Linked DNA regions of Triticum aestivum: region 1 is linked to region 2. The links are chromatin contacts, called in public Hi-C maps. All regions are on one chromosome and are shown on one strand. The core of a region is the stretch at or near the end of the contact, and the rest is flanking DNA. Distances in the headings are between cores, read along the strand shown.

What was found. A called contact is a pair of places that touch in the nucleus more often than the background predicts.
Region 1: a Hi-C map of leaf shows a contact between it and region 2, with 5 times the contacts expected there. The contact joins the enhancer-like site here to the promoter of LOC123113836 in region 2. A contact is called at or near these places in 2 of 5 Hi-C or Micro-C datasets (both in leaf).

Annotation. Positions count from the first base shown.
Region 1 is chr1A:242,148,480-242,153,172 of IWGSC CS RefSeq v2.1, forward strand. It overlaps the pseudogene LOC123044287. Among protein-coding and RNA genes, the nearest start is that of LOC123113836, 410 kb to the left of the region's middle. Within about 2 kb of position 3,227, at least 7 of the 8 cell types and tissues checked have an H3K27ac peak or open chromatin away from gene starts, as enhancers often do. A contact at or near this core is called in leaf, where this site is marked.
Region 2 is chr1A:241,743,125-241,747,484 of IWGSC CS RefSeq v2.1, forward strand. It overlaps LOC123113836 (chitinase 2-like), which reads left to right and starts at 1,447. Exons shown (of 1, transcript XM_044535179.1): 1 at 1,447-3,230. The coding sequence starts at 1,480. The coding sequence ends at 2,424.

The sequences.
Region 1 (4,693 bases), core at 1,977-4,476, 410 kb after region 2:
CCATAGTGAGCCACGTTGTCGCCGACCCTGGTTCAGTGTCTTTCTGGTTGCACAGCCGCCAGCGATGTCCACCACCGCATTGTCCCTGCTCAGCCGCTGTGGAGCGCCCTATGTGTGCTGCTTCATCTCCGTTCTCCATGGAGCTCAAGCGTGTCCGTTTGGAGCTGATGAAGTGTTCCTTCTGTATCTTGGTGTCTGCTCCATTTCTTGCCGGTGATGGTTTTCTTTATCTACTCTTGCATGGGTGTGAGACTGGTCTTCTTCATTGATCTTGCCTCTCGGTTGGTGTTTCTTTTTTCAACCTCCCCTTTGGACGCCTGCAATGTGGTTATGGGATTGACGACTCTGCGGTATGGTCGATGGCTGCTTGGCCTCCTGGTTGGGGACCTTCTACCATTCTTGTGGTGCAGCTTTGTTGCCTGGCGCATGCGGCTCCCCAGATTCAAGGGCGTCAGTAACTTCCTCAACCTCTGGTTCCTCTGCGGTTCCGAGAGAGGCCCTTGGTCTGGCTGCTTTTCTGTGAAGCTGGTGGCGATTGAAGCTCTGGTTTTGCCTATGGTGAACCCTGTTCCAGTCAGGGTGAAGCTCTGGTTTTTCCTATGGTGAACCCTATTCCAGTCAGCGGTGAAGCTCTGGTTTGCGTGGCATTCTGGATGGTTCGTAAGGACCCGTATGTGCACGTATCCTTGTAGGGCAGCCCTTTAACCTTTGTTTCTTTTGTGTTTGTCTTAGGTTTCCAGGTTCTCCTCTTCTTTGTGGCTTGTTTAGCCCCATGCATCGAGCTCTTAACATAATGCAGGAATCTTTTGCCAACAAAATAAACAGATCGTGGGTGCAGGGGAGAAATATGATCATGGGATTAGTGATTTTAGTACAGGTCGTGGATGGGGTCTGTGGCGTAGATATCTCCTGAGGGGGTGTTGATGGGCATGTGGTTCCTCGGTCGGATCAACAACGCGAAATGGTCGACCATGAGAGAGAAATCTCGTTAAACTTGTACTTCTATTACATACTAGCAAGAAACTCATGCTTTGCTATGGGATGAAGGATAACCATACTTTATGTTTACAAGCTAATTACTTTATTAAAATCTGCAAAACTCATGGTAGATTGGGGTGTTTTATGAAACAGAATTAGGTGGGTAGTGACTAGTGAGCAACCACTTCCCATTCTCAGTCGTTCGTACCAAGGCGGTTGGTTGGTATTACAGAAGTTGAATGGTCCATCATCACCGACTTGTTTCTTTATAAGATTTGTAAGACGTAAGTACTATATAAATACTAGAAGGTTGAAGAGCCGAAGTCAATGCATTATAATATGTAGATTGTTTTCAACATGTGAGTGTTCAGGAATAGGATATACCTATACTATATATACCCCTTTATTGGAATGTAGAAAGCTAAAGAACCAAAGCCAATAAATTAGAATATGGAGATTGACTTCAAATTTTTGGTTGGTATTAAGGTCGGATCCATGTTGTATCTTATGAACTTATGAACTTATGAGTGCATGCTAAAACAACTACATATAAGTACAAACAATTTACACTTGGGCTGGACTGTGAACTATAATTCTTTATCAATGTTTCATGTACAAGTGTCGAGCATATAAACCTGAGACGGACTGAACTATTTTTCTTCATGAATGATTTACGTACAAGTGTCAAGCATATAAACTTGAGATGGACTTTAGTGTGTAGCACACTTCGTAAATGAATGGATTAGACCAAGCTGGGCATATCTGCAAAATGCAAACTTTACATAATACCATCTGCATTCTGAAGTCTTGAATTTACTATTTATATGGTTATTTCCTTGGATGTATGTTAAGCAAGAATTCTAATGCTGCAGAGCTAATGAGTGGTACAGTGACTGCTTGCTGATTTTTTTACAGCCTAGATAGATGCTTAGTGGATATAATTGCAATTCTCTACAGCCAGTGAGTGGTACTAATTGCTGCTTGTGGAATCTTCTGCTCCCTCCGATCCATATTAACTGTTACTGACTTAGTACAACTCCGATCCATATTAATTGTCGCCGACTTAACGGAGGGAGTGCATCCTTAATATGAAATGAAACGAAAGTGCTCAACAACCAATATTGATATGAGTGACTGCTTGCTGAATTTTCTACAGCCTAGATGTGTACTGAATAGAATTGTAATGCTCTATAGCTATGACTTGTATTAATGGCTGCTTGCTGAATTGTCTACAGCCTAGATATGTAGTGAATCGGGTCACGGCGGGTGACTACGACTGCCCACGGAAGGTGCTAAGCTTTTTGACTGATCTGCATGCTTCATTTAGGATGCTGAATCTGCGCAATGACTTCTTGCGTAAGAAATTTGATGGTGAGTTCCCCAGCTTATGGTTCACTGGACATGTTCCTTTTTAAAAGAACTCAACTAGCTTTGGCAGTATTATTTCAGCTTACCGTAATATTTTGCCATGCCTTGTTGTTGTTGTTGTTGTTGTTGTTGTTGTTGTTGTTGTTGTAATCTGTATTGATTCAGCTGTGTTTCCCCCTCTGTTTTTGTACTTGTGTTTGCAGGGATGAAGTATGATTTGAGAAGGGTGGAGGAAGTATTTTATGATGTGAAGATACGCGGACTTGTCCCTGGGGAGTCAAAGCAAGAGGTTGCTCAGTCATAGACGGTGAGCGGTGCCGTACCATTTACTTGGCAATCGACAGTTGTCGTGTGTTGTCGTCGCTACCAATGAAGTTTATGTTGGACGGATGGTTCTTAGAAAAAGCTCATGCTGTGAGGATCTCTAATTTTGATTGTAGCATCACTTTAAGTTCGGCAATTTTTTGGACCCACCTAGAGGTTGGAAAATGACATAAGAATTATTCTGTTGTCATGTCATGTGACCTATATCTCATTAGGTTTTGTAACTGAGTCTGAGTAGATGCGGGTGAACATGCATTGGATTGAAGTTTCCTATCTCTCCGTCCCATGTAATATAGGACGGAGCTAGTATTAGATTTGCGTAGATGCTTTACGCGGATGCAGCTAGTTGATCCCAACCTAGGTAAAATGAGTCCATGTTTCAACTGTTGTTGAATGTTCCATGGACCACATCACACGGTTGACTCGGTCGTTCTTATAGAATTAGGTTTCGTGTCACATCATGAAAACACAAAAGCATCTGAGAAGCCGTACTGGTGTGACGTCACACGTACAACCCATCATTATCAATTTAACTAATTCTCGCGTGCTTAGCGCTAGTCAATCATATACAGTACTGATGTGGGTGCAGCTACTTGGTTTCAAGTGAGTTCACATCTCCACAGTCCACACACACGCGCGCGCACGAGGAATGGGTTCTCCGTCGTGGTCGTGGTCGTCTTCGAGAAACAGAATCAGGGCAGACGTAGTGCCCCTGGCCTGCCGCTGTGCATCTACACATGCTTGGGACACGAGGATGCTTCGCGGAAGCTGCTTGGCCGCACCATGCATATAAATAAAGGCACCCGTCGGGCCCTCCACTTACCCACTCCATCCAACCCGTGTAGGTGGCTTCTCTCGTCTGCTGCAGTGGTAGCTACCTCGTTCGTACGGTCCTGCAGTTTAGGAACAAGGCTGGATCGATCAACGGCCATCCAAGAGAGCACCGGCGCGTACATGCTAATTACCTTACCTGTACCAATCTTTTTCATAAATATACAAAGGCTGTGTACCATTCATTGATAGAAGAAAAGAAGATACAAAGTTCCCGAGCTAGGGCCCACGAAGGTGCTAGGGGTTCCCTCAAGTAATCGATCATTTTTCGTCGACCCACGAAGGTGCTAGGGGGTCGATGAGAAGTGATTGATCACTTGAGTGAACGACAGAGGAAGACGGATCTCCCTTCTCGGAAAGCAACACCCACGAAAAGCAACACCAACCGCAAAGAGACAAGGGGCTAAACACAAAACCTTTTTTTTTGTGGGGAAATACATGAAACATTGCAAACCAAAAAGCATGAAGGAAGGAAGGACAACACAACACAGTTCAATCGAGAACCATAAGCTGAGGCTAAATGAATTCCATAACTGCAAACTATACTAAGTCTTAGATCAGTCATAAACATAATACCACGAGTGCATAATTAATTCTGGACAAACATAGTTTCATATCATAAATAAAAAATCACAATGGTCTAGGTCCTGTTTAAAATGTGAACTCGGATCACCCTAGCTAGCTACGAAGAAAATGACGGGAGATACAAGGACGACGGTGACGAGAATAAAGAGCAAGACGATGTGAGTTGGTGACAGCGAAGTGGCCATGTTCCCGTGCCCACAAATCTATGGAAAGATAGATGATTCACTAAGATTTATTCCACGACCAAATCGTTACATCTTTATGTCAGCGCATATATATATCCGGCCACTTGTAAGTTGTAAAGCAAATAATAATAATTGTGAAACTAGATTGAAAAGTTCGTGACCCCAATACGTGCGTGCTTTATGTTTCTGATTTGATACCAAACTTCCAACAAGCTAAGTGGAATCTAGTCATAGTCAATAACTCAAGTCATTATGTGACATCATTGATGTGACAATCATCCATCTATTTCTAAGTAGGATTAATTACATCCGTCAGAACTAGATCATGATTTCAAACTTCTAACTATTAGTAGTTAACTTGTTAATACATTTTTAATGAAGAGTTTATCTTCTAAAAAGATGTTCAGCATGATAGTTTTTTT
Region 2 (4,360 bases), core at 197-2,696:
CTACAAATGCTCGAAGTCAAAACTCCAAACACTCAAAATTCCTCAATCTTCCACACATACATTTCTCCTTTTAGGTAAAAAGCTAGCGATACTATTAATAAGAGACATGATTTTCAGCACCCGGGTGCCCCTACACCCTCTATGAACAGTAAATTTAAAAAAAATTCAAAACAAAACAAAAAAAATCTGAAACTTTGGGACATCGAACATCATGTAACTTTTGATGATCTTGCAAAGTTTTAGCTAAAAATAACATTCAAAGAGCACTCAAATAAAAAATCAAAATCATTGTTCAAACTTTATGTGCATTTTTGAGCAGTGATTTTGTTTTTTTGGAGAGGGCTCCACGAAGGTTATTTGTTGCTGAAACTTTGCAGGAACATCAAACCTTTGATAGTCTTTGATCCCTAAAAGTTTCAGCTTTTTTTGATTTTCTTTTAATTTTTTATGAATTTACTGTTCATGAGAGTGTAGGGGCACCCGGAGCTGTTAGACATTTCTCTATTAGTAACCATTATTTCCACGTCGCTACAGTCACAGCTATGAAAATTACAATCTTGTACTGTAGCTGGTAGCTGGTAAACTCAATCACATAGCAATGCAACAGTTGACTTCTTGGATCGTGTGCCTAATCCTACCGTCCTGCCATCCAGGGCATGTACTATCTTCTGGAAGAATTCCCACAGCCATTGTGGCGGTAATGTTGAAACATAGAAGTCATTTCCGTGAACTTCCCGCCTTATAATTAAAATCTTGGTAGTACCAAGTCCGACCTTTCCAAGTTTTCCTTGCCGGCGAGTTTGAAGATGAAGACGAAGATAAACATAAATATATATCTTGAGTGCCATAAGCTTTAAATATATTATTTGGATTGGTAAAATATAAATGTTAGTATTTTCATAGTATCCTAGAATTCCATGTCAACATATTCACATAAAAGTACCCCCTCTGAACTAAAACCACGACAAGAATTATGGTACAGAGGGAGTAACTATATCCATCTCAACACCCTAAAACAACATTATTATTATTTTCCAGATGAAACAACATTTATTATACTGAACATAAAATATTATGTGGTTTGAAAATTGGTGGTCAAAGTTGCTTATTAACTACTACACCCTCTGTTCACTAATGTAGGACGTTTTTGAACAGTGAACAGAGGGATTACAAAGCATCGTGTATTCCTGAAGAGTGAAGACAGTTCGCTTAATTAATCTGTTACATTATGAATTCTCCATATGCATTATTCCGTGTGAATGTATCTGCAATGTCAAGAGTCAGCGATTGAGGAGGAGATTTTCTGTTGAAAAGTAAGCAGATGACTTTGATCACCTGCAGAACAAGTCCATTCGATCGCTTGTTTTGATCGTTAGCCGCAAAACGCACTAGCATTTATAAATACTGCGGCTGAACCATCCAAGCTGTGCAAAAACCAATCGCTCCCCCGAACAAAAGCAGGAGTAACAAAAGCCACCAATGGGCTCCACAAAGCTCATCGCAGCGACTCTTCTCCCCGCCTTCCTCGCCCTCCATCTACACGCCCCAGCAGCAATGGCCACCGCGGCAGGAAGCTCCAACTCCAACCTCTTCCGTGACTACATCGGCGCCCTCTACAACGGCGTCAGGTTCGCGGACGTGCCGGTCGACCCGCGCGCCCGGTTCGACTTCATCCTCGCGTTCGTCATCGACTACACCACCGCGACGGAGCCACCGTCCCCGACCAACGGCCGGTTCAACGTCTTCTGGCAGGACACGGTGCTCACCCCCGCCGCGGTCGCCGAGGTCAAGCGGCGGAACCCCAACGTGCGCGTGGCCGTCAGCCTCGGCGGCGCCACGGTCAACGGCAGGCCCGTGTTCTTCAACGTCACCTCCGGCGTTGACTCCTGGGTCCGCAACGCCGTCGACTCGCTGACCGGCATCATCCAGCGGTACGGCCTGGACGGCATCGACATCGACTACGAGCAGTTCCAGGTGGACCCGGGCACCTTCGCCGAGTGCGCCGGCCGTCTCGTGGCGGCGCTCAAGAGCAGCGGCGTCATCAGGTTCGCGTCCATCGCGCCGTACGGCAACGGCGACGTGCAGCGCTACTACCGGACGCTGTGGGCGGCGCACGGGGCCGCCATAGACTACGTCAACTTCCAGTTCTACGCCTACGGCGCAAGCACCACCGCGGCGAAGTACGTCAGCCTCTTCGACGAGCAGATCGCCAACTACCCTGGAGCCAACATCCTGGCCAGCTTCACCACGGCGGCGACGAACACCTCGGTGCCGGTCGACACCGCGCTCAGTGCTTGCCGGACTCTGCAGGGGCAGGGCAAGCTCTACGGCATCTTTGTCTGGGCTGCAGACCATTCCAGGAACCAAGGATTCAAGTATGAGACACAGTCGCAGGCCCTGTTGACTGATGCCACCACTTACTAGTTACCCACAGCTTCTTGGTTTGCGTATATCGATTTTTTAGTGAAATCATATGGAATAAAATGAGCATCCGATTTTAATTGTTGGTTGACTGCACCCTATTAGGCTTAAAATTATTGGAAAATGTACGTAATATTTACATTTGAGATTTATTTATAGCACATTCTCAACATATCCATAACTTTCTAGCCCTTCCTCTAAACTTTCCTTTTGCAAGAGAAACTTCCAATCTATTCTTCGACCCTTAAGGTAGTACAAAGAACACAGAAATAAAAAATACATTCAGGTTCGTAAACCACCTAGTGATGATTACAAGCACTGGAGCTAGCTGAAGGTGCGCCGCCGTCATCGCCCTCCCTCGTCGAAGACGAGCAAACCTTGTTGTAGTAAACAGTCGAGAAGTTCTCGTGCTAAGACCCGATGGGACCAACGCATCAGAACAACAACCGTCGCCGATGAAGAGAAGCGTAGATTGGAAGAATCCAACCTGTAGACAGACGAACGAAAACCGGATCCACGTAGATCCACCGAAGACAAACGCCGAACGAATTCCATGAGATCCGCCGGAGATAAACCTTCACACGCCCCCTGACGATGCTAGAAACACCATCAAAACTAGGGCTAGGCAGAAAAGACCTTATTCCACCTACAGAGAGTTGCCGCCGCCTCGCATCTCTAAGCAGGACACAAACCCTAACAAAACTCAAAAAACATAAAAAAAAAGGGATTTGTGATTATTTGCCACAACTTACTTTGAACTTTGATATTTTTCTGGTGCCACCCTTTACTTGGAATTTTGATAATTTGCCATCTGTCGGTTGGGCCCCACAGGAAAAGTCCAAAATACCCTTGCCGTTCGATTGACCAGGACGGGAGAGAAGCTCTCGGTCGTCATTCTCATCCCCTTCTCTCGCCCCCAGAGATGGCAAGAGGGCGGCGGCTCCTCGACGACGACTCACGCTTGCACCTCTACCATGAGGCACCACACTGGATCCGCGGGTGCGCCTCTCCTGATCCTTCGCCGCCGCGCGCTGCCTGCCCAGCGCGCGTACTGGACATGGCTCACGCTGCCACCGGGTGCGTAGCAGACTACTGCCTGGGCTGGTCGGGGGCCCGTGCTAGTGCGGAGCGACGACGGTCGTGAGCAGCAGACGGCGGTGTTGGGGGGAAGAAAGGGGCACCGGCCAGGAGCAGCGGGGTGGCGTGCGGGGACTCCGCCTATGGGGAGCAGCAGGAGTGGCGGGGTGGCGGTGGCGGTGGGGTTCATCGCTGGAGCTGCGCGCGGTGGCCGCAATGACCAAGCTCGACCTGTAGCCGAGCTACTGCGGCCGGTGAGATGGCGCTGCGCATGGCGGACCCAACGACCAGGCACGGCGGGCACGTCCACAACGAGCTGCTACACCTGCGCGGTGGGCATCGGCATGGCGGACGAGTTGCTACACCTGCACGGACACAATGGCCAGGCGCGGCGGGCATGTCCGGGCTGTAACCCATCGGGGTGTAAATTGCACGCAACCACCACTTTAAAAGCTAGGTTTGTAAAAAAACACTATGTTATATTTTTTGCAAAAAACACCATGTCTACTGTAATCATTTTGCAAAAACCACTGATCGACGGATTAGAACGCTTTAAGTATGTTTATGACAGGTGGGTCCTGATTTTGCTGACATGGCATAACAGCTCGGCCGAGACGGCGTCAGGCCAGAGAGACCGGGCCCACTTGTTAGCTGGATCTTCTTCTTCGATTCTTCTCTTCCTCTCACCCGAAATTACTCCCTTTCTCGATCCCGTTTCTCATGGTGGAACGCACGCTCGACTGTACCAAGAAGACGACGAGGCTTGCGGCGTGCGAGCGTGAGCCGAAGAAGAAGTTGAGGCCGCCGGGAGCCGAGGCGACGCGGATGGCGAGCGCGGTTTGGCCATGCTTGAAGAGGAGCT